Regions from separate parts of the Mus musculus genome. Here regions 2, 3 and 4 are each linked to region 1. A link is a contact called in public promoter capture Hi-C data. All regions are on one chromosome and are shown on one strand. Each heading gives the region's core, a stretch centred on a gene start, on an enhancer-like site or on the middle of the called end of the contact. The rest is flanking DNA. Distances are from core to core; before and after follow the strand shown.

Evidence for each region. Promoter capture Hi-C pulls out the DNA fragments that hold promoters and counts their contacts.
Region 2: a contact with region 1 is called in a promoter capture Hi-C map of the HPC-7 cell line, with 5 times the contacts expected there. The contact joins the enhancer-like site here to the promoter of Srpk2 in region 1. A contact is called at or near these places in 16 of 39 promoter capture datasets (the 3T3-L1 cell line, the C10 cell line, the HPC-7 cell line and 11 more), 1 of 15 datasets of contacts at CTCF or cohesin (large pre-B cells), 4 of 484 Hi-C or Micro-C datasets (LSK cells, bone marrow-derived macrophages, hematopoietic stem and progenitor cells and 1 more), 6 of 115 datasets of contacts at active chromatin or transcription factors (the SCID.adh cell line, embryonic forebrain, embryonic stem cells and 1 more) and 2 of 9 other capture datasets (adipose tissue and liver).
Region 3: a contact with region 1 is called in a promoter capture Hi-C map of stem cell-derived epiblast-like cells, with 4 times the contacts expected there. The contact joins the promoter of Tomm7 here to the promoter of Srpk2 in region 1. A contact is called at or near these places in 8 of 39 promoter capture datasets (embryonic stem cells, frontonasal cranial neural crest, hippocampal neurons and 4 more), 2 of 484 Hi-C or Micro-C datasets (both in embryonic stem cells), 4 of 115 datasets of contacts at active chromatin or transcription factors (effector CD8 T cells, embryonic stem cells, memory CD8 T cells and 1 more) and 1 of 9 other capture datasets (adipose tissue).
Region 4: a contact with region 1 is called in a promoter capture Hi-C map of hematopoietic stem and progenitor cells, with 5 times the contacts expected there. The contact joins the enhancer-like site here to the promoter of Srpk2 in region 1. A contact is called at or near these places in 19 of 39 promoter capture datasets (the 3T3-L1 cell line, 3T3-L1-derived adipocytes, the C10 cell line and 11 more), 1 of 15 datasets of contacts at CTCF or cohesin (large pre-B cells), 11 of 484 Hi-C or Micro-C datasets (DN3 thymocytes, the G1E-ER4 cell line, the N1E-115 cell line and 7 more), 11 of 115 datasets of contacts at active chromatin or transcription factors (embryonic forebrain, embryonic limb bud, embryonic midbrain and 4 more) and 4 of 9 other capture datasets (adipose tissue, embryonic stem cells, liver and 1 more).

What each region holds. Positions count from the first base shown.
Region 1 is chr5:23,672,367-23,677,858 of GRCm38.p6, reverse strand. It overlaps Srpk2 (serine/arginine-rich protein specific kinase 2), which reads left to right and starts at 1,892. Exons shown (of 16, transcript NM_001359173.1): 1 at 1,892-2,001; 2 at 2,085-2,139. The coding sequence starts at 1,986.
Region 2 is chr5:23,459,663-23,465,411 of GRCm38.p6, reverse strand. Kmt2e (lysine (K)-specific methyltransferase 2E) reads right to left here. Exons shown (of 26, transcript NM_026984.2): 3 at 2,282-2,396; 4 at 480-709. Among named protein-coding and RNA genes, the nearest start is that of Kmt2e, 28 kb to the right of the region's middle. Within about 2 kb of position 3,516, at least 50 of the 459 cell types and tissues checked have an H3K27ac peak or open chromatin away from gene starts, as enhancers often do. A contact at or near this core is called in the HPC-7 cell line, the SCID.adh cell line, adipose tissue and 2 more, where this site is marked.
Region 3 is chr5:23,841,189-23,846,758 of GRCm38.p6, reverse strand. Tomm7 (translocase of outer mitochondrial membrane 7) reads left to right here and starts at 2,614. Exons shown (of 3, transcript NM_025394.3): 1 at 2,614-2,788; 2 at 5,001-5,049. The coding sequence starts at 2,686.
Region 4 is chr5:23,498,107-23,503,425 of GRCm38.p6, reverse strand. Kmt2e (lysine (K)-specific methyltransferase 2E) reads right to left here. Exons shown (of 26, transcript NM_026984.2): 21 at 5,132-5,319; 22 at 3,834-4,144; 23 at 3,082-3,170; 24 at 2,850-2,975; 25 at 2,614-2,699; 26 at 1-1,902. The coding sequence ends at 379. Srpk2 (serine/arginine-rich protein specific kinase 2) reads left to right here. Exons shown (of 16, transcript NM_001359173.1): 16 at 1-70. Among named protein-coding and RNA genes, the nearest start is that of Kmt2e, 66 kb to the right of the region's middle. Within about 2 kb of position 2,990, at least 30 of the 459 cell types and tissues checked have an H3K27ac peak or open chromatin away from gene starts, as enhancers often do. A contact at or near this core is called in cerebral cortex and hematopoietic stem and progenitor cells, where this site is marked.

The sequences.
Region 1 (5,492 bases), core at 643-3,142:
GACAGGGTTTCTCTGTGTAGCCCTGGCAGTCCTGGAACTCACTCTGTAGACCAGGCTGGCCTCAAACTCAGAAATCTGCCTGCCTCTTCCTCCCAAGTGCTGGGATTAAAGGCTTGCATCACCACGCCTGGCTACACTGACATCTTGATGTCACACACCATCTATGCATCTATACATCGCACTTAAGTTACTAACCTTACTGTAGTACTAGGCAAACAAAATTAAAACTGATGCACATTCTGCAAAATAGAACTAGATTCTTCAAAATAGTCACTGTTAGTGGTGCATGCCTGTCTTCCATGCACTTGAGAAGCTAAGTAAGGCAAGAGGCCTGCAACGCAGGTGTACTTAGACTGGCTACATTGTAAATTCAAGGCCTGCCTTGGAACTCAGGGAAAGTATCAGAAAAAAAAAAAAAAAGTCCCAACCCAGGGATTATTCTAAACACACTTAAAAACACATGGGCACTAACAGTAACGGATGACCTTGGGTTGGAAAAAAAATGTCGCCAAACATATTTTATTGGATTTTCTTAGAGTGATAACGTTCTGATTATGTAGAAAAAAAAAATCTTTGCTTTTAGTAGATATGTATTGAAATCTTTTGGGGTGGAGGGTAACAGTCTGCAAACTACTGAATGACTCAGCAAAATACACCATATGCATACACACACACACACACACACACACACACACACACAGAGCAACTGTGGAGAAACGTTTAAAAAAAACCTAGTGAATGTGGGTTAATAGTGCCGATTACTGCATTTTTCTTGTATGTTTCAGATTTTTTGAAAAAAAAAATGGAGAAAGTAAAATCTTTTCAAACTTGGAGCGGCCTTTCCTGTTTGTTGGGACATCTTTAGAGTAAGACTCAGTGATACAGTTGTAACTCAACGATACAATTGTAACCAATGAAGGACTGAGTGTTCAGGACCAGTATCTTTAAGATACTGTAATTGTTCAAAGAGACAAGAGAACACTGAAGTGGTAACTACGTGTCAGTCAGCGTGATTTGCATCTTAGATAGCCTTGGAAGGTAGAAAGAGAAACCAGGTAGCCTGGGAAGGCAGAAAGAGAAACCAGCCAGGCCTGAATAGAAATACAGGCTGGTAGAACTGTTTGACCTATTTAGGGTTTAGTTTCCCCATTATAGGAGGAAGAAAAAAAAAATCACTTTTTGGCATGATTGCTGTTTTAGGCTCTTATCTCATGGTATTTAGAAAATTAGGCTTTCTGTGACAAACTTTCCATTTAAGCTGTGTGCATCTTTCCTTCGTTAAACTCACGCAGCCTAATGGAGTAGGAAAAGAGAGGAAAATCACTTCTCCAAGGTCACACAGACACTCAAGGACCCAGGTTCCTCAGCTCTTGGTCTTGTGCCCTTTCCACGCCCGCCGGAGAGGAGGAAGCGGCGCTCATAGGGATGCAAGGATGTAGAGATGCAAAGGGATAGAGGAGGCCGCCTGAGAGAGGTGGCGAGAGACCCGCCAAGGCGCTGGCCAAGGAAGAGCGCATGGAGAGGCGTGCGGCACGACCAGCCGGGGTGCGGAGCGGTGGCTGGGAGGAAGGGTCGGCGGCTGGGCCTAGTGCCCGGGAACGGGTGGCCTGCGGCGGCCGTAAAAGCAAGGAGGTGGAGGCCGTGGGCGCGGGAGGCCGTGGGCGAGGGGGCCGTGGGCGCGGGGAACCGTGAGCGCGCAACCGCCCTTCAGCACAGGTGGGCCGCCGAGCGAGTGATAAGGGCGCGGCCGGGGTCCGGACCCCCGTGCTCCAGAGCTGCGGAGGGGGGCGCGGAGGGGGCGGGGCTGCGGGGCGGGGCCGCGGGGGCGGGTCTCATTGGCCCCCGCGGGAGAGGCCGCGGCGGCGCAGGCGCGGTTCCCGCCTCCTCGGCCGGCGAGCGAGTGGAGGCTGCATCCCGGTGCGGCTGACTGTCGCGTCGCCGCCGCCTCCGCCGCGGAGCCCCCCGCCTGGCTGCCCCGAGTCGGAATGAGCTCCAGGAAAGGTGAGCGGCGCGAGCGGCCCCCGCCCCGCCTCGCGGCACGCAGGCGGCCAACCCGACCGTTAATGTGTCTTCTCTCTCCCCAGTGCTGGCCATTCAGGCCCGAAAGCGGAGGCCGAAAAGAGAGAAACATCCGAAAAAGTGAGTCCGCGCGGCGCTTGGTCCCGACCCCGCCCCGCCTCGCTGAATGTTGCTTGCGGCCGCGCAGGCAGAGCTTCCCGGTCCCCGGGCCGCGGGCGGTGGGTCTCCCGGGACGCGGCGCCGGCTCTACGTGCCCCGGCGGGGGAGGGGTGGGGGGAGGGGCGCGCGGCCGCGGGTTCCGGAGCCGCGACCTGGCCCGTCAGCCTGCGAGCCGCCCGGGCTCTGCACTCGACCCCGCGCCCCGTGCCCCGTGCCCCGCGTCCCCGATCCTCATCCCGCGCCCCGGATCGGCGTCCCTGATCCGTATCCTGAGCCCCTTATCCACATCCCTGATCCGCACCCCAGTGCCTGTACCGCACGGGTCGGATAGTGGGCACGGGAGGGAGGCGGCGGCGCGGCTGACACCTGGGCTGCGGGAGCCAGTGCGCTGCCGCCTCTGCCACCTCCCGGTCCCGCCTGGGCCAGCCAGCTGAAAACCCGAGCTGCTTGTCAAGTGGTTTGGCTCCGGGCGTTGTTCCTGGCGTGAGTTCAGCTCCGGGACCGGTGCGTTTCGGCGCTCGGGTTTTTCATTCGAAACTTTCTGCTCGGGTCGAGCGTTACTTGCGTGCTGCGGCTGCGCCCAGGTCGCTTGCTGCAGTGGGCTGTGGGTGTGTGCGCGGGCGGGTCCCGCGTGGTGCTCCGGACTGGATCCACCGACTATGATATTTCAAATGTGCCAGCGCCAGCCACCTCCAGCCTGGACCTGCAGCCCAGTTGGGCAGCTGCTGTCGGAGAAGCCTTTCCCCGAGAGCTGGGTTTTCCTAGGCGTCAGAGCGCCGCCGCGTGTTTCTCTTTCCTCTCTCTCTGGGTTTGCTGGACCAGCTATCAACATCTTTGCTCACATTGTTTGCTTCGCTGTTCCTTTTGCGCAAGAAATTTGTGTGGTGTCTTTGGTACTATAGAGAAAGACAGAATTCGCCTTTAATAAAATTACGAAATATTTGTCTATCTTTATTTTGCAAGGGGTGGGATAACCCTCTGCTCTCTTAGGTGGTGGTTATAATTTGTATTGGCCCAGCAGGGATTTCCCACACATTTGGTGACATCTAGGAAAACTGGCAGGATTGTCTTCATTCAAAATTGAATATAACTTGACTGTATGTATAGGATTTCCTAAGATGTGGATATATAAATATGAAAGAAATCTATTTTTAGGAGGCAAAAAGACTTGAAAATTGGAAGGTAAACATTGAAAATTAAAAAAGGTTTTTATTTTTATTATTTTGTGTGTGTGTTTGGGTTTGGATGTGTAAGAGCCTTGACACCTGTGGAAGTCAAGGAACAACTTTCAGCGTTTGATTCTCTGACCATAGCTTCGGAAACTGAACAAGATCAAGCCTGGTTAGTATTCAGATGGGAGACTACCTGGGAATACTGGGTCTGTAGGAAAAAAAAAAAAAAAGAAAAAGAAAGAAAGAAAGAAAGAGAAAAGGATTGATTCTCTGTTATGTGTAGGTCTGTGGGATTGAACTCCAATTGTCAGGCATGGTGATAAGCACTGTTACCCTGAGCCATCTCCCTGGCTCAGATATCAGATATGGGATATTTAAAATGCTGAAACTCAATGTAGGCTTCTGATAGTTTATGCTTTTTAAAAACTAGTTCTATTTCCCCGGGGCAGTGATGGTACATACCTTTAATTCCAACACTGGAGAGGCAGAGGCAGGAGAGTTTCTGTAAGTTTTGAGGCCAGCCTGATCTATAGAGCTAGTTCCAGGACAGCCAGGGCTATACAGAGAAACCCTGTTTCACCCTCCCACCCCTCAAAGTGCTATCGTGGCTCAGTAGTTAAGAGCTTCTTGCTCCTGCAGAGGTACCTGGTTAGTTCTTAGCACCAAAATCATGGTTCACAACCATCACTATCCTCAGTTCCAGGGTGTCTGATGGGCAGCTGCATACATGTATTAAACATATATACATGTAGGCAAAATTCATAAAAGAAAACCTTAAAAAGTAGTGCTGGTTCTAACTAATGAAAACCCTAAGTTTTTCTTTTGGTGAACCATGGAAATTTAGCAGCTGTCTGAGTGGATGCTTGGGTTTAATTGTAGCTTTCAGCACAAGGTGTTGTCTGCGTGTGGGGATGGGGTGGGAGTGAGGACAGAGCTAGCCTGTCATCAGACATGATAAATGCAAAACTGCTTTCTAGGTTCAAGGACTAGCACTGGAGAGAAGGGACTTGAGGAAGCTGGGGTCTTAGGTTTTCTTCATTTCACAGACAGCTCTGACAGGTTAGAATCACCCGCCTTGTTTAAATCTACATTGAAGAGTCCTGATGATGAGACATTTTAAGTCTGGAGGAGACTTACTTTTAAACTGTGGTAGTGACTGGCAAGCTTGAGTGATGTGGCTGGGCCTGGCCTGATGCAGTGTGGTCTATGTTCAACATAATTTCCTCCTTATATGCAAACGGAGCTTTCTTTAATCTTAGTTCATTTGTTTCTGTAGGCTTTTATGAATTGCACTCAGCTTCCTGGGTATGTTTATAAAGTCCAATTTGTCTCAGAATTGAGGTCCTTTTTCCTTAGTCTCCATACTGTAGGCCTCTCTTTTGGGGCCAGTTGTGGTGGCACATGCCTTTAATCCCATCACATAAGAGGCAGAGGCAGGAGGATCTCTGAGTTTGAGGCCAGCCTGGTCTACAGAGTGAGTTCCAGAACAGCCAGGGCTTTTACACAGAGAAACCCTGGCTAGAACCTTCCCCACCCCCACCCACTCCCAGCAAAACAAACAAACAAACCAAAATAAAAAAAACCCGACCACCACCACCACCAAAACATTAGTTTTGTTTGTTTTGAACTTCATATAAAGCACACACGTATGGGATTTCTCTCTCAACTTATTTTCAGACTTGTCCATGTTGTATGGGACAAGTACCATTAACTTGCTCATTTTTACTGCTTTATAGACCTCCATTGAGTAAGTATGCCACAATTTGCATATTTTCTAGTCTTACTAAGGAAGTCCTCAGTCCTTTTCTATAGTATAAAGTTATTTTCTAGCAGTGTAAATATTTCCCTAGATTTTCAGTAGATTTATTGTTCTGTATTAGATATATGTTGTGCATATAATGTTTTACATATTATGACTATAACTTGTAATCTAAAAGTACACTGGAAACCAGGAGAGTGCTCTAGCTGAGACTTGAAGAAGCATTAACAGTAATAACTACAAGAGAAGGCAGGGCTTGAGCCTGAGTGGCTGGCCGCCGCCCATGGAGACACTTGCACAATGGCATGTCTGTGCTCCTGCAGTTAGTTAGTGAGGTTGGGGTGGCTGGTGAGGTCACGTAAGGAGTTGGAGAGCACACGTGT
Region 2 (5,749 bases), core at 2,267-4,766, 210 kb after region 1:
TCTCCTGAAGCTGGAGCTGTACATGGTTTTGAGCTGTCCCATGTGGGTGCTAGGAATTGAACGTGGGTCCTTTCCAAGATGAGTTTGTTACTGCTGAGACATCTTTCTAGCTCTAAAATAGCTTCTTTTAAATAAGGGATTTTTTTTTTCCCTAAGGAAAATAAGTTGCATCTGATAGAGGCAGACATCCTACTTAAAAAAGGAATTAATTCCTTCAAAAGTGACCTTACTACCATTTCCAAATTAACAACCAAAGATTAAAAGCATTTAAGAGCCGGGCGTGGTGGCGCACAGCTTTAATCCTAAGCACTCGGGAGGCAGAGGCAGGTGGGATTTCTGAGTTCCAGGCCAGCCTGGTCAACAAAGTGAGTTCCAGGACAGCCAGGGCTATACAGAGAAACCCTGTCTCGGAAAAAAAAAAAAAAAAAAAAAAAAAAAAAGCTTTTAAGAAGCATGAATTAATGGTGTGAAATAGTTACCTGCATTTGTCACAACAGATCATGTATCCGTCATCATGTGTAAAACCACATATGCACCTGGTTACATCAGTACCGTAACTTCCATCTTCAGATGTGCTGATTGTAGTAGCACTGGAAGTTTCATCAAAATTAGGAGTGGTAAATATGCCTACTTCGTTTTTGCTAATGAGACCTGATGGAGGAGGGGATGCTGGAGGTGTTGGAGGAGGACGAGCACCATAATTATGGTCCTAAATAATATAACAAAAAACAACACAAAATACACATTTCAATGACATAAATTAGGCAAGCTAAATAAAAATTGAACACTTAATAAAATAAAATCGGTCCATTTTTTTTCTTAATACTGTTAAAAATAATGACATAAGACTAATAATTAAATCACAGTGGTAATAAGTTAATGTCACTGTCTAGTAGATGAAAGTCACCTTCACATCACATGACACCCCCCCCCCCCACACACACACACACAGACAGCGGAAACTACATTACCAGTCCTGTGTTCACAGTTTCACAAGTCTATGTAATGAGAATAAGGGGAAAAAAAAACAAAAAACCACAAATTCCCCAGGAATAGAAAAGCTAAAGAATGGCAAAAACTGGGCTAGAGTGGTTCAGCAGGCAAAGGTGTGTGCCATTGAGCCTACGTAGCAACCTGAGTTCAATACTTGGACTCATGTGATGGAAGGAAAGAACCCATTTGACTTCTACACAGGAACCACAGTACATTCTCAATTCTCCCAGACAAATGTAGTTAAGTAGCAAAAAATTACTATAAAATATATACAAATTACTGTAAAATAAAAATATATGGGGATTTACATTTCTGGTAATTTTTATTCTCATCTAAATAGTCTCTCATAACTGTACTTTCTTAGTAATCACAGACATATCCACCAGTTCTGTAACTCTTTGAATCAAAATATAGATAACCCTCAATTTGAAATAAACTAAGGGATTAAGTTTTTATCCTCTCAGCTATAAAACAGGGATGAAAAGTTCCTTACAAGAGTTCGTTTTAAGGATTAAATGAGCTACACACACACATATATACCTATATATGTATATATACATACACCTACACACATACATGTATATATCATCCATATGTACATATGTTAAATGCATATATTCAACATAAAGAGATATATAACAACAAGCTGGACCCAAAGAGACATCTCAACAGTTAGGAAGGAGCACGCGCTGCTCTTCCAGAGGACTCAACTTATGTTCTCAGAATCACATAACCACTGTGACTCCAGCCACTAAGAACCCAATTGCCTCCTTAAGCATTTATACTCTACATAACCACATGCAGACACACACCATAATTAAAAATGATAAAAACAGCCAGGTGTGTGCCTCTCCCAGCACTGGGGAAGCAAAGATCTACAGATCTCTTGGGTTTGAGGTTATCCTGGTCTACACAGCTAGTTCCAGGGCTATACAAAGACCTTATCTCAAAAAACAAAAACAAACAAACAAATAAAAAAAGATAAAAATAAACCTTTAGAAAAAATAACTACATAATTTACTAATTACTATATAATTTAGAATTAATAGTACATAATACAATGTAACCTTATCCAGTCTTTTCATTGAGGTTAAAAAATACCAACATAAATACAACAATTGTATTGTAATATAGCATTGTTAGGTCAAAGTATAAACTATATAGTTAATTACACAGAAAATATAAACCAGCTATGCTTTTTAAGTATTAAGCACAATACCACATACATCTCCTTTTAACTTGCAGCTCTCCAGAAGCCCGTGTGAGCAAACCTTTGACACTTACTTACCGCATAGGGCAGACCGATGTAGCTGTGTGAGTGGTGGGAGCTGCTGGTGTATAACTGGTGGGGAAAACTGTTGGATTTCTCAACTACCACAGGGCTAGCTTCTACGGATTCCGGTCTAGAGGAAAGAAGTTCCAGCAATTAGAATTCCATTCACTTTTCTGTTTTCATCTATTAAAATAATTTATGTAATTACTTAATCTATTAAAATTGATCAGGTGCTTATATTAAAATATTGTCAAAACAAATACAATGTCTATTTATAGTATGTGCACAGCTTGTGAGTCCATTCATCCTATGGAGACTGTATCTTAACCAAAGTTTTACTTAATAAAATAAATATCCTAATGCCAAGTTCAATTCCAGTTTCCTGTCGTTTAGAAAGTGCCCAGTGCTGGGGATGATGGTGCCTAGGCTGTAATCATAGCACTGTGGGAAGCTGAGGTAGGGGAATCAAGAGTTCAGTACCAGCATGGGCTACAAGTAAAATATGGCTAAAATAAAACAAAACAAAAACCCCAAAAACCCAAAACCTCAAAATTACTAGAGACCAAGCTTTATGTCATCTACCCAGTAAGAAACATGCAAAGGGGTGGCCAGAATGACAGAATGGTTTTAAGTAAGACTAACTAAAGAGAGAGTCTATACAGACTCTGGCTTGAATGTTAAGTGTGCATTTCAATGATCAAAATAATATGTGTTGAATGTGCTGAGGTAGAACAGACTCTGGAAAATGTCAGTAAGTTAAAGAAAAGGGAACCTACATTGAACCAGATTTACACCTGAAAAATACAAGCAGCTGTGTGTAATGAGTAGCGTTTAGGTCTGGCCTACCATGAGTTAAGTGTAGGTAATGAATCAATTGCTAATAGTGCTGAGAGTAGCAACCCCCAAACTGTTGCAGCTTTGAAAGCTCCTTGCCCTTGCATTTAACTATACCATTTTCCCAACTTCTTTATTCATACCGACACCCCCTCATCCCAGCCCAATTTTATCTAATGGCTATTGATCAGTGTAGTGGTAAATTAACAGCCAAGGTCAAGTCTCTCCTTTTCAAATCTAGAAGACAATCTGTTTCTTTGCCTTTATTTCAATCTTTATCCTACTTCCTAATTCCCTAAATTGGTCCCGAGACCAGCAGGATAAAAACAACTTTCACAGTTGCTACTTTCTTAGCCGACCTTCACATAAGCTCAAGTTAGTGCCAAATGGATGATGTCATAAGACCCAGTGTGCCACAATGAGTAGAAAGAAGCACAAAATGAGATTGCTGAGTCATCCTGCAAATTACAATCTCCAATAGGTTCAGGGTAGTCTGAAAACTAGTATCTGTTAAATTTGTCTCATAGTTTTAAAATTAGAATATGTTCATGTATGAAATTTAAATACAAAAGTACTTATAAATGCAAAACATTAAATCTTCCTCCATTACCATGTCAACATTTACTCCATGTATCCCTTTCTAGTTTTATGTTATAAATACATCTATACATTTTAAAAACTAAGAATATCTTATATTTACTTACATATATACCTTACTCTTATAATGATTACTTATTTGCCTCAGGTTTCTTTTCAATGATTTATTTTTATTTTATGTAGGTCGGTGTGAGGGTGTTGGACAGATTGCCTGGAACTGGAGTTACTGAGAGTTTTGAGCTACCATGTGGATATTGGGACTTGAACCCAGGTCCTCTGGAAGAACCCAGTGCTCTTAACCACTGAGCCTCTTGCCTCAGGTTTCTGACTGTTAAAATGACAGGAGTGGCCGGGTGTGGAGGCGCACGCCTTTAATCCCAGCACTCAGGAGGCAGAGGAAGGCGGAGTTTTGAGTTTGAGGCCAGCCTGGTCTACAAAGTGAGTTCCAGGACAGCCAGAGCTACACAGAGAAACCCTGTCTCAGGAAAAAAAAAAAAAAAAAAAAAAAAACAGGAAAAAAAAAAAAAGATGACAGAGTGACCTACCATGCTGGCCTCCTTTTGTGAGGGTGGGTAATAATCCCATGTAGTGCAAGCTAGAAATCACTATGTAGCTAACCCTAGCCTTGAACTCCTAATCCTCCTGCCTCCACTTCCTAAATACTGAGATTACAGGCATACACCACCATGCCTGCCTAACTTGGAAAAAAAAGTTGAATTACAGCAATGATCTATAATACCATCATTAAAGCTATGCGAAGGAAGTGTGGCAAAAGTAGAAGACTCACTCTTAAGTGTATAATCTAATTACACTGTTCCTGAAGAATGTGGGTAAAACTGGTAATGTGGAGTAGCTAATGAAATGAAATCAAGTTTTCAGGTAAACGTAGATGAGTTCAAGTATGTGAAAGAGCAAAATACTTTTCAGAGTATCACGATGCAAACATGGCTGCAATAGTGACGAGAAAGAAAGGCCATGTAAGAAAGCAGAAGGTTTTAAGAACATCTCTGTGTTGAATTTTTGTACTTACAAGTAGTTTTTAAAATAACTTTAAATGTATTTATTTAATGTGTGCTTGTGTGTACATTTGGTAACATGGTACCCACACAGATCACAGAGCACCTTTTGAGAGTCAGCTCTCTCCTTCCATCATGTGGATTCTAAGAAGCCAACTAAGGCCATCATGCTTGGTGCGAGCACTGTTACATACATGTCATCTTGAGGGTGCACTGAAAGCAATTTTTTTTTTTTTTTGGTTTCTGAGACAGGGTTTCTCTGTGTAGCCCTGGCTGTCCTGGAACTCACTCTGTAGACCAGGCTGGCCTTGAACTCAGAAATCCGCCTGCCTGTGCCTCCTGAGTGCTGGGACTAAAGGCGTGCGCCACCACCGCCTGGCCGAAAGCAATTTTTAAAACAAGGAAACATGTTATAAAAATATTGAATGACGGGCTGGTGAGATGGCTCAGTGGGTAAGAGCACCCGACTGCTCTTCCAAAGGTCAGGAGTTCAAATCCCAGCAACCACATGGTGGCTCACAACCATCCGTAACAGGATCTGACGCCCTCTTCTGGAGTGTCTGAAGACAGCTACAGTGTACTTACGTATAATGAATAAATAAATCTTTAAAAAAAAAAATATTGAATGACATTTATTACTTTAAAATGTTTACTACTGTTGCGTGTGTGATATGTATGTGTGCTATACAGGTTGTACAAGTGTCACCACACATATGGGGAGCAGACTTTTATTCTCTTCTTCCTCTGGGGATCAGAGGATAGGACTCAGGCCATTGGGCTTAAACAGAAAGTGCTTTTTTACTCCTGGTTGACATTTTTAATGATTGTCCTTAACTATAATACAGCATTTAATTAAAATAGAAAGATCAGTACTCGTGAGGCTAAGGCAAGGGGATTTCCAAGTTTAACAAACATCATTCGACTCAGTAGCACCAGTTTGAGGGATTTATCCAAAGGAAGCAACTTCCTTAGGATAGAACACTTCCTTACATAGACCACTGATTTAACATGTCTGTTATATCAATATTCATTCATG
Region 3 (5,570 bases), core at 1,365-3,864, 170 kb before region 1:
AGACACATACAGAGAAACAAATACACCACACATAGACACCACTCACTACAAGGACACAAATAACACCTCATAGACAGACACACCACACACCTCACAGGATGACAGACACACACATACACCACACAGACACATACACACACATCATACCTCCCAAACAGGCAGACACACACACACCACACACCTCACAGACAGACACACAGACACACACACACCACAGACACACAAATACGTATACCACATACCTCAGAGATAGACAGACAGAAATACATACACACACACACACACACCACAGACACACACAAGTACATACACACACATCATTCCTCACAGACAGACAGACACACACACACACCACACACACATCATACACATACATACACACACACACCACCGACACACACACACAGACAGAGACACACCACACAGTCATGCAGACACAGACACATATACATATACAGCACACAGCATGCACACACACAACACACACAGAGACACACACACACACCACACATATACACCACACAGATGCACACAAACACACACATACACACCACACAATAATAATAATAATAATAATAAACAGTTTTACAAAGAAGTGACTGAAAGATGGCTAAGGTGAGTAAGAGCTGAGTGCCCCTGATTCTCTGGCCTTTGTGTTCCTATTAGGATCTTTGCTGAATATGTTAGTTTGTTTTGTTATTGTTGGTGGTGGTGTTGTTTTGGTTTTTTGAGACAGGGTTTCTCTGTGTAGCCCTGGCTGTCCTGGAACTCACTCTGTAGACCAGGCTGGCCTTGAATTCAGAAATCTGCCTGCCTCTGTCTCCCAAGTGCTGGGATTAAAGGTGTGTGCCACCACGCCCAGCTCTATTGTGTATTTCTTTCTTTTCTTTCTTCTCCTTCTCTTCTTCTTCTTCTTCTTCTTCTTCTTCTTCTTCTTCTTCTTCTTCTTCTTCTTCTTCTCCTCCTCCTCCTCCTCCTCCTCCTCCTCCTCCTCCTCCTTCTCCTCCTCCTCCTTCTCCTCCTCTTCCTTCTTCTTCCTCTTCTTCCTTCTTCTTCCTCTTCTTCTTTTCTTCTTTCTTCTTCTCTCTTTCTTTCTTTCTTTCTTTCTTTCTCTTTTCTTTCTTTCTTTCTTTCTTTCTCTTTCTTTCTTTTCTTTCTTTCTTTCTTTCTTTCTTTCTTTCTTTCTTTCTTTCTTTCTTTCTTTCTTTCTTCTTTCTTCTTTTTCTTCCAGAGCAGAGGACCGAACCCAGGGACTTGCACTTGCTAGGCAAGCACTCTACCACTGAGCTAAATCCCCAACCCCTCTATTGTGTATTTCTAAACAGAGTATTTTGAGAAACAAGATGCATAAAAATTTCTGTTCTCATTTGGCTCATTTACATCACTGCATTTTAGGATCAGAGCACTGCTTTCCTAGTAACCATGGTGAACTAATTAGATGCTTTGCTATGGGATCAGCCAATTCACAAGTTTCTTATTTCAAGTCAATTGCAGAATTCGACTAAAATCTTGGCACTTCTGATCCTAGAGTCGCATTTTCTACACCTATGTTCTTTATTGTTGGTTTTTTTTTTTCATTGCATTGTATTAATAAAAATGTATTCTTTGAGGATGAATGCAGTGGGGCAGGAGAGAAAGACAGAATTAAGGAGACATGGGAAGTGAAAGGTGTCCCGTCTGGCTGAAGAATCCCACCAGCCGAGCAAAGACTCCCCTGACATTTAACAGCATTTGCTGTTACGGGGCAGTACTCCTTTTATACAGAACTATTTTCAACTAAGAATATTGAAACAGTGACCACACTCAAGGCTTAAGCATATCTGACTTTACTCCTTCCCAGATGTAAACTGCAGTTTTCTGGGACTCTCACACACAAAAGTCTATAACTTCCTTTATAGTAAAAATGTAGCTTAACTCCCATGAACCCCTTGTGCCCAGTGATCTCATTAAGTTCCTTGGCAGTCCTTGAGATGTAAGTCTAGAAGCCAGAAGTGTCAAAGAAAAACAGACAAATAAACCCAGATTTCACGCGAACTTCCCAGATTTGAAAATGTTGTTAAATGAAAAACAGAGAACGGGTGCAAAGTAGAAGGAAACCTGGAAGAGTGCCCGGTGACGTCCGGTTTTAGCAGCCATAGAAGAAACTGATTCTGGGATAGTAAGGAACTTAGCCAAGATAACAGAACAGTATATAAAATAACATTCCTTCTTTCTCAAAGATCATCGCTGGGATGTGTGCTTTAAAACTCTGGAAAGATGCTGGAAAAAAATAAAGGTAGTTGTAGATAAAAAAGTAGGCCTCAAGTGAGCGCGTCTGGCAATCTTCAGCAAACAGCGCGCATTGAATCCCAGCACTCGAGACGCTGATGCAGTAGCAGCTCCATGGGTTCAAGGGCAGCAAAGTCTTAAACAGGGAGCCCCTATCTGGAAAGACAATTCCCGCCCCGCCCCTCCAGGAAAAGCCGGATTCGTCCCAACAATAAAACAACAAAAACGAGGCGGGAGCAGTGAACCCGCAAGGCGGAGCTAGGTTGCTGGAAGGCGACGGATTACGGCCTCTGTCGGCGATGCCTCACGACTCCTGCCGTAAAGGCCCCACGTGGCGCATGCGCAGCTCCTCTCCCTTCCGGGATCCGGACACGGTGGTGGTTGTTGGGCTCCTCGTTCCGCTGGTCCGTCGTCGCCATGGTGAAGCTGAGCAAAGAAGCCAAACAGAGGCTGCAGCAGCTCTTCAAGGGCGGCCAGTTTGCCATCCGCTGGGGCTTTATTCCTCTCGTGATTTACCTGGGTCAGTGATTGAAGAACTTGGGAGGAGCCGCAGGGCAGGGGTTGGTGGGGTCTGAGTCTCCTTTTTTGCCATCCGGGGCTAGGAAATTAAACCCGGCCTCCGCGTTGTCCACGATTTCCGAGGCTGTCTGCCCGGGCTCGAAAAACCATCTTCCAGTTCCTTTTAGCTATTTGAGTAGTGTTTAACCAGTCACACAATCCCTTATATTCCCTACTTAAATCTGTAAAATAAAAGCAAGACCTTTCAAGATTGGTTTTAGGTTTATATGACCCCTAAAGAAAGATTAATCCTCTATTTGACTTTTAGAACGTTTCCCTCCTGTAGGTTAGCCTAAGTGGGAAGACGGTAACCAGGTTAAAACGTCACTGCCTAAAAGCATGATTGTGACCATTGGATGCCTACGCTTTTCTTGTATAATGAAGGATTTCGGTGATTTTTTTTTTTCTCCCGAAAGTTACAGACCCCATTTTGCAGGGAAAGACAGCCATAAAGTTGTACTTTCCTTGCCCAAGTGTCCAGGCAAATATTTTCACCTAGGGCTACACTCTGGAACTGGTTCTGTTCCTGGTTGAGTAGTTTTACAATTTTTTATCTTAATTGCCTTATTCATCCCGTAAGGTAAACAGCAGAGGATTTTAGCTCCAGGTCTCAGAGCTCTAATATGGAATCTGGCGTTTCTCATTAAAGCAGGACCCTCACAAGGTGCTGCTTCTCGTTTGTTTTACATGACTTGCATTATATAAGATAAAATACATTCATTTGTAGTCTTGGCAGAGCCTTTAACTAGGCTGGACATTTCTCCAGGCAGCTGTTGTACCTGTGAGAAGTATGTGAGCTGTGATAACCTGGATATTTTGATAGGACAAGTATTTTTCTTGGTGTTCCTAAGTATTACTGATGAGACAGTGCCTCATGTTGCTCAAGCTGGCCTTGAACTCCTGGTTCTCTTTTTTTTTTTTTCCCTACCTTTCCAGTGTTTGAATTACAGGCCTGCACCGTCACATACAGCTCTTTTCTCCTCTATTTTGAAAGAAAAGAAAATCTCAGACAGTGATATTATATAGGTATCAGATAGATAATTGTGACAGCTTACTTTTTTTGTTTGCTTGGGGTTTTTTGTTTGTTTGTTTTCGAGACAGGGTTTCTCTGTATAGCCCTTGCTGTCCTGGAACTCACTCTGTAGACCAGGCTGGCCTTGAACTCAGAAATCCGCCTGCCTCTGCCTCCCGAGTGCTGGGATTAAAGGCGTGCGCCACCACCCACTGCTGGCTCTACTTTTGTAGGCCGGGTTGTCCATACAGTTCTTTGAGCCCCGCTCCATTTTCATAGTTTGCCTGTAGGTAAGGCTGGGTGAACTCGCAATTCAGCCTCATCTATGGTGTAGTTGGAACTACAGGTGCACTAGGCTCTCCTCTTGAGATACACCTCTGCCCCCACCACCGCCAGATGAGCCCCTTTCATGCAGCCTAGGCTGGCTTGGCTGTAATTTCAAGCTCCTCCTGCCTTCAACTTCTGAACAATGTGTTAAAGTTGTGCACAGCTATGTCCATAGCTAGAAGCTGTAGCTACTTGTCAGAATCTTGGGTCTGAGAACTGGATGCTTCACATTGGTTCCTTTCCTGGGGCTTGTCATGGCATCCAGTAGGGAATTTAAGATTGATGCTGATAGGGCTGCCCTCCCAGCACTTCTGTGTATGTGCCTGTGTGCCTGTTAATCATTTATTCAGGAAATTAATATATATCATCAACAGAGTTTAAATTGTATTTAAATAGTAAAGGTATATTGCTCTAAATAGGTAGATAAATAATATTAAATTATTTTCCCTCCTTTTCTATCTTGAGGCTTGCTTTATCAAGAGAGTAGTTTGTGGAAGATAAAGTAAGATATTCTCAATTACTCTTTCAGAAAAGGTGTCATTTTCCTCTTTCTTTAAGCTTTTTGGAGTTTTCCAGTGTGATTTGGGACTTGTAATAGTCTTGGGAGTGACTGTAAAAGTAAGCCATGCTAAGATGATCTGCTAACTGCACAGTGGAAACAACTGTCCTTTCTGATGAACGAATGGTCATGGTTGCTGCTCCACTTTCTGGTGGAAACTAGAAACCTTCAGCAGCACAAGTCAGCTGAGACGGGTGTCCCAGATTGGATTGTAGACATTTTGTCTGCTGGACTCGTAATTGTTTCATTTGAAAGTTCTTATTTTTTTTCCTTCAGGATTTACAAGGGGTGCAGATCCTGGAATGCCTGAACCGTCGGTTTTAAGGTAATGCTCTTGAATATCAACATTTGAAGACAGATGCTCATATGTTAATTGGTATTAAGTCATTAGGAAGTGGATGACCCATAACGTCACCAGTCATTACAGTCTTGGGTTGTTAGAAGTATTGTGGTCTAGCCTAGCTTGTATTAATTATTGTGTAGCTGCTTTCCTTTCTTCCTCCCACCTTAAAAATCTTTACTTACTATGTTATAACCATAATGATACACATTTTTAAAAGAAAAGAATTAATTTATCCCCTTATGCCATGAAAGGGTAAACTTGTGTATCTAATGCTAACATAGAATTTTGCTCTTTTTACTTAAAATTAGAATTGATAATATATCCCGCTCAGGGACATGCCACCACAGTCTAACTTCCTATAAGGCTTCTCTTAAAGGTTCTATCTGCTTCCAGTATTTTATAGGCTGGTCTTGTTTTTTTTGTTTGTCTGTTTTTGGTTTTTTCGAGACAGGGTTTCTCTGTGTAACCCTGACTGTGCTGACGTATAGGCTTAATTCATAGCA
Region 4 (5,319 bases), core at 1,741-4,240, 180 kb after region 1:
TCTTTAACTGTATACTTAATGCATATGTATAAAATAATACAGAAAATATTCATTAAATGAATTTAACTGCAACAATGAAATTTAAAGGTCATGTATCATCAGATCTATGGTCAGAAAAACAGTTGGAATGTTCACTTACAAAATAAAGATACCTACAGCTGGCTTAAGAGCACATTTCATAAGGAAGTGTAAAAAGCAAAAATGGGAAAGATACAATGAAAGAGCACTGGTGTTTGCTTTTGTTTTTTTTTTTTTGTTTTGTTTTTGTTTTTTTATACAAAGTTTCATGTACAAGCTTTAAAAAGTACCTTAACAGGTACATATGAAATATACAGTTTATCTTACAGAACATTTTAAAAAATGTTATTGGAGTCCATTTTAATGCCACCCTGAACCGTGGTAATTGTTTTGAAATGTCGGCGGCACCTGTGCTCTGTGAATTGGAATCTGTGCAGGCACTGGCGATGCCTGCTGAGGTCCTTGCACCCCATGTGGCAGGGCCACAGAGCCAGGATGAGGATGAGGACAGAACCCTGAAGCAGTAGGGGTTGGAATACTGTTTGGTCCTTGGGGCTGGAGATGAGGACCTGCAACTGGTAATGGACAATGTGGCCCTGTTCCGGAAGGCTGGTGTTGGGGTCCCGGTCCCAAAGTGGTATGATGTGTGGCTTGTGAGGGGTACGGCGGGACAGCTGGATGAGCGCTTGCAGGGAAAAGTGGAGGTCCTTGATGAGGTGGGTGGTGTAAGGCTTGACCTGATGCTGAATGATGCCCAGAAACCAGAACACTGGCTGGGGGAGGGGGCGGGGGAGGGGGAGGGGGCGGGGGTGCCGAGTTTACTACATGCTGGTGTTGTGCTTGTAGACTTTGCAGTCCCGTGGTAGGATGGGGTGGGGGATGGTGATGTGGGGCAGGACCAGGTGGTGGAGGGGGTGGTGGTAAATGGTGTCCTGCAGTTTGAGAATGAATGTGTGACCCAGGGGTAACAGCATGAACTGGCCCAACTCCATGTGCTACAGAGTGCTGCTGATGTGAGCTTGGCTGCTGTATGAGGTGTGGTCCTGGAGCGGGCGGGGGTGGGGGCGGGGGCGGGACCACAGCAGCAGCAGCAGGTTGATGGTGAATGGTGGGGTTTTGAGATGGCAGAAAATGCCCTGGAGTAACGTGATGTCCAGGAACTGATTGCTGGCTGGTGCTGCCAGGAAGTGCTTGATTTGGTCCAGATGTAAACACAGTTTGTTGGGAAAGACTACCTTTTAGCTGATTATAATTCTGAAAGTTTGCAGAGGGCTGCTGGTTTTGATAGTAGGATGAAGGAGGGGGAGGAGGGGGAGGGGGTGGGGCCGTGCTGTTGAGACTCTGTTGGTTGAACTGACTGTAGGTTGCTGAAGATTGTCCTGAGGGTGTCTGGGTAAATAACGCTCCAGAAGTTGCCTGCTGAGGATTAGCTTGAAGGTTCTGTGCCGCTGCATAAAAGTTTCTCTGAGTCTCTCGTTGAGGAGTTCCAACTTGAGGTGATTGTGAATGGTGAGGCCTGAAGGGAGATCCTAAGTGCTGTGAAGGAGGCTTTGGCGAGAGGTAACCATGCTGCACGGGGGTGTGAGGTGTGGAGGACTTGGGAGGGTTTTCTGTGTGAGGTGACGGAGGACAGTGCAACTTCGTCGGTGCAGAAGGCAGCTTTTGCGGAAGTTGATCATTCGCACTCAGAGCGTGGGCCTGAGGAGCATGGTTCTGAGAAAGTGCTGGGGTGTTACTTGACAGCTGTCTGTGCTGAGGCTCTGGGTTTTGGTGAACACTGTTGTCAGCTTCTGATACAGTGGCAGTTGCCTCCCAGTGGCTATCTGGTTTTGTGAGTATTTTCCCATGTGACTGAGCAGGATTGATTGGCCCTGGTGAACCAGGCTACGAAGGAAAAAAAAAGAAGTATGAGAGAATGTCACTGGAATTTAATGTTATTTAGTAAGAGGGCAGGAAGCAGTGTGAGGACGACAACGGTGAGTTTTTTTTTTCTCAGTACATTGTGTAAGGTTTTCCATTTGTGTAAGCTTAAATACATTCTCTAGACCTGATGGTCCCTATTTTCCATTTTCTTCAAACAACTTTCAGCCTCTGACAACCTTAAAACTTATCAAATTTTGATTTCATATAATTTCTTTACCCAACTAAAGATAAACTGCTTTGAATAAACAAAAATTGTTCATTAAACCATTTAGCCTTAAAATGCTTTTTTTACTTCCAAGGGTAACCCCAGTGTGGCCCTCAATTTTACAGTGGTCTGCAGGCCCACCAGCTCATCACAGACCAGGATAGAGAGAACAGTCTATTCCGGATGAATGTCACCTGAGTTTTGACATACGGAGTGCTGCTTGGCAGGTCCTTAAGAGTATCCCATGAAGTCAGGAATAAATTTGAGTGAGAAATGTTGACTACGGAAGGGTACTTAGAAAACTGCAAGGTTAAGTCAGGACTGTCTGTACACACAGCTCAACACAAGAGTGAGAAAACAGGAAGAGTACAGAGACCACAAACGGACACTTGATGTGGCAGGGAAAAGTCAGTCTGATGTTCCACCACTTCCATGAGGGACCAGACTTGAAAGGTCAGTGTCGTTACCTTGCTTGTTTTAGAAGGGCTCTGAGAAGTGTCAGGGGATGGACATTCACTTGTACTTGTGGCTTCTGTACCTTCCGCATCAGGGTCTGTAAGGGAGAAGAAACCTACAGTAAATAAGATTACAAGACATACTGCCTCTTGTAGACACACAGAGTGCTCACTGTACACAGTTCTTTCTCTTACTATAAAGCACTTTAACATAATCACCATGATAGGTCGGTCATCTGCTTACTGACCTGCCATGAGTTCACTCAAAGAAGGAGCTAGGCTCTGAGCGTGCACCTGGGGAATGTGATTTGAATGAGATGAAGGTGGAGACTGAACATGACTCGGTGAGCATGAGACACATGGTGACTCTCCCCCTATGGATGAAGCAGAGCAGACCCAGAGAGACCATTAGCGTGCGCTCACAGGGAGCAGAGCACAAGCAGGCAGAAGCATTGGGAGAGCAGAAGCAAGCGCACTCACCACTGTCTTTGTCTTTGCGGTGGTCACTGAGCAGTAAGGCTCTCTGGTAACTTCTCTCTCTCACTTGCTCCACTGAAGTGGAGGCAGTCCTTTAAAAGAAAACACATCCTAAGGTCAGAGAAGCTGTCACCAGCTAGGTTGACTCTTCTGTCTCCCGATGAGCAAAATGTCCTTCAGATGAAGGAGTTTGCTATAATGAGACAAAACTTTGGGGTTAAGCTTTAAAAATAGCCTCTTACATTGCTAACCATGCTCCAAACTGAGATTTTATTACGGTTTACTCAAAGAAATCAGACTAACATTTGTCTTTGGCAATTTCTTGGTGAAAGAGGGGTAAGCTGGAAATATTGTGTTAACATTTTTAAGGTCATGTTAGGTTGCCAAAGGGAGCAAAATCCTTCCAACAGAATCCAAGTGTCTGTGTCAGAGTGGTCAGTCAGACTGGGGACTGAGCCGTCTTTCACATGGCTGCCAAGACCCATCTTAAATGCAGCTGCTGTGCTCTTATTCAAACAGTAAAACTGCTGCTTCAGCCAAAATTAACTGGTAGGGGAGGTAAAGAAACTGTCTAGGACACTGCCTGGAGTGACAAGTTCTGCAGGAAGGAATATTTACATAGTTCACAGCCACAGCTTCTGAGGTGATCACCTTCAACCACTGTCTATTTTATCATTCCAAAACAGCAAACAGGTAGAAGAATTCTCTAACAGGTTTTTCTCCTTGCATAGTGGCACATTGTAGAAGGGACTTACCACTGAACTTCTGGGTCTTTCTTCTCACTGGAATTGGCGTCTTTAACAGGACAGTTACTGCTGCCTTCTTCAGAAGAGGCACTGTAAGCGGCGGCGGCGGTGGCGGCGGCGGCGGCAGCAGGCGGTGGTAAAGGCAAGCTAGCCTGGTTTTCTGCCTGCTCCCCGTTTTCACTGCTGTGGACACACCCGTCGCCACTGCTGCTCAGGCTCCCACTCGGGTGAGGTGACACACTAATCAAAGCAAAGTTCTCTGGCTTAGACCCACTCTTCCTAGCTTCACGTTGTCTCTTACGGTATTCTAATAGAGAAACCTTAGACAAGAAAGAAAAAGTAAATCTCTTATTCTTGTTTGTGTATCAGAATCAATTTTCTTTTTTAAAAAAGGATACTGCAGCATTTATATTAGAAAAATTATGAAAATAATTGAATTTCCATAAATAATTAACAATTATTAAATGCCTACTATATGTCAGGCATTTTATTTAGATGATTTATATACATTATCTCATTTAATCCTCACAACAACCCTAAGAAATAGGTTATATTATCATCCCCATTTTACAGATGAGGAAATTGAGTAACTCACTCACTCCAGGTCACACAGCTGGTGAGTGTTGGAGCCGGGATTCGAACCTAGGTCTTATTTGAAAGCCCGTGCTCTTTCCACTATACTACATTGCTTCCCACAAAGTTGCCAACTGGACTCTGTTATAAAAATTAAAAGCACATATCACTAAAATGCTTTGACTTATATGCAGTTAAGCCTATTAAACAAATAAGTGCTGTTTTTCCCAATCTTGAAAAATAAGGCATTCTAACTGTGTCAAGATTAGATACTTTTGTATTAAGATAGAATCTGAGCAAGCAGTATCATACTTTGAAAATACTCTTACATCCATGGCCTAAATACTGTAAGTATTATGATGGTGAAGAGGCATTTCTTCTCTCCAAGGCTGCCTGCTCAATGTAAAATAAGAGAAATAAGAGTAAGTATTATCTACCTATTGCTTTGGTGGAGGTGTTTATTTTTAAAAGTTACTTGCTTCATAAAAAAAAATCATCTTGAGGCTTTTATCTCAGACTACATTTCTTAGAAGTTTTCATATCACCATAATTTTTACTTTCTTAGGAACATCAAATTATTTACAAAAAAATTAAAAAATATACATATGAAAACCTTAATTTACATAACTAAGTTACAAAATGCCTCACGTAACACATGCTGTAACTACCAATAACCCTTAAGAGTAAAGTAAAAAACCCACTATTATAAAGACTATAAATTGTTAAATTATAACCTTTTTCTTTTGTGGTGGATTCTGGGGCGTGCAACTCCCGTCGATCAAATTGTCATTAACAGTCCGTCCAAAACCAGAGGCAAGCCCGTCTTCAGAAGTACAAAAGACAGCCGCTCCCAGAAACATGCCTCTAGTGTCATCCTGCTGAATCAGGCACTTGGACTCACTTACTCGGAAGCCGCCTCCAG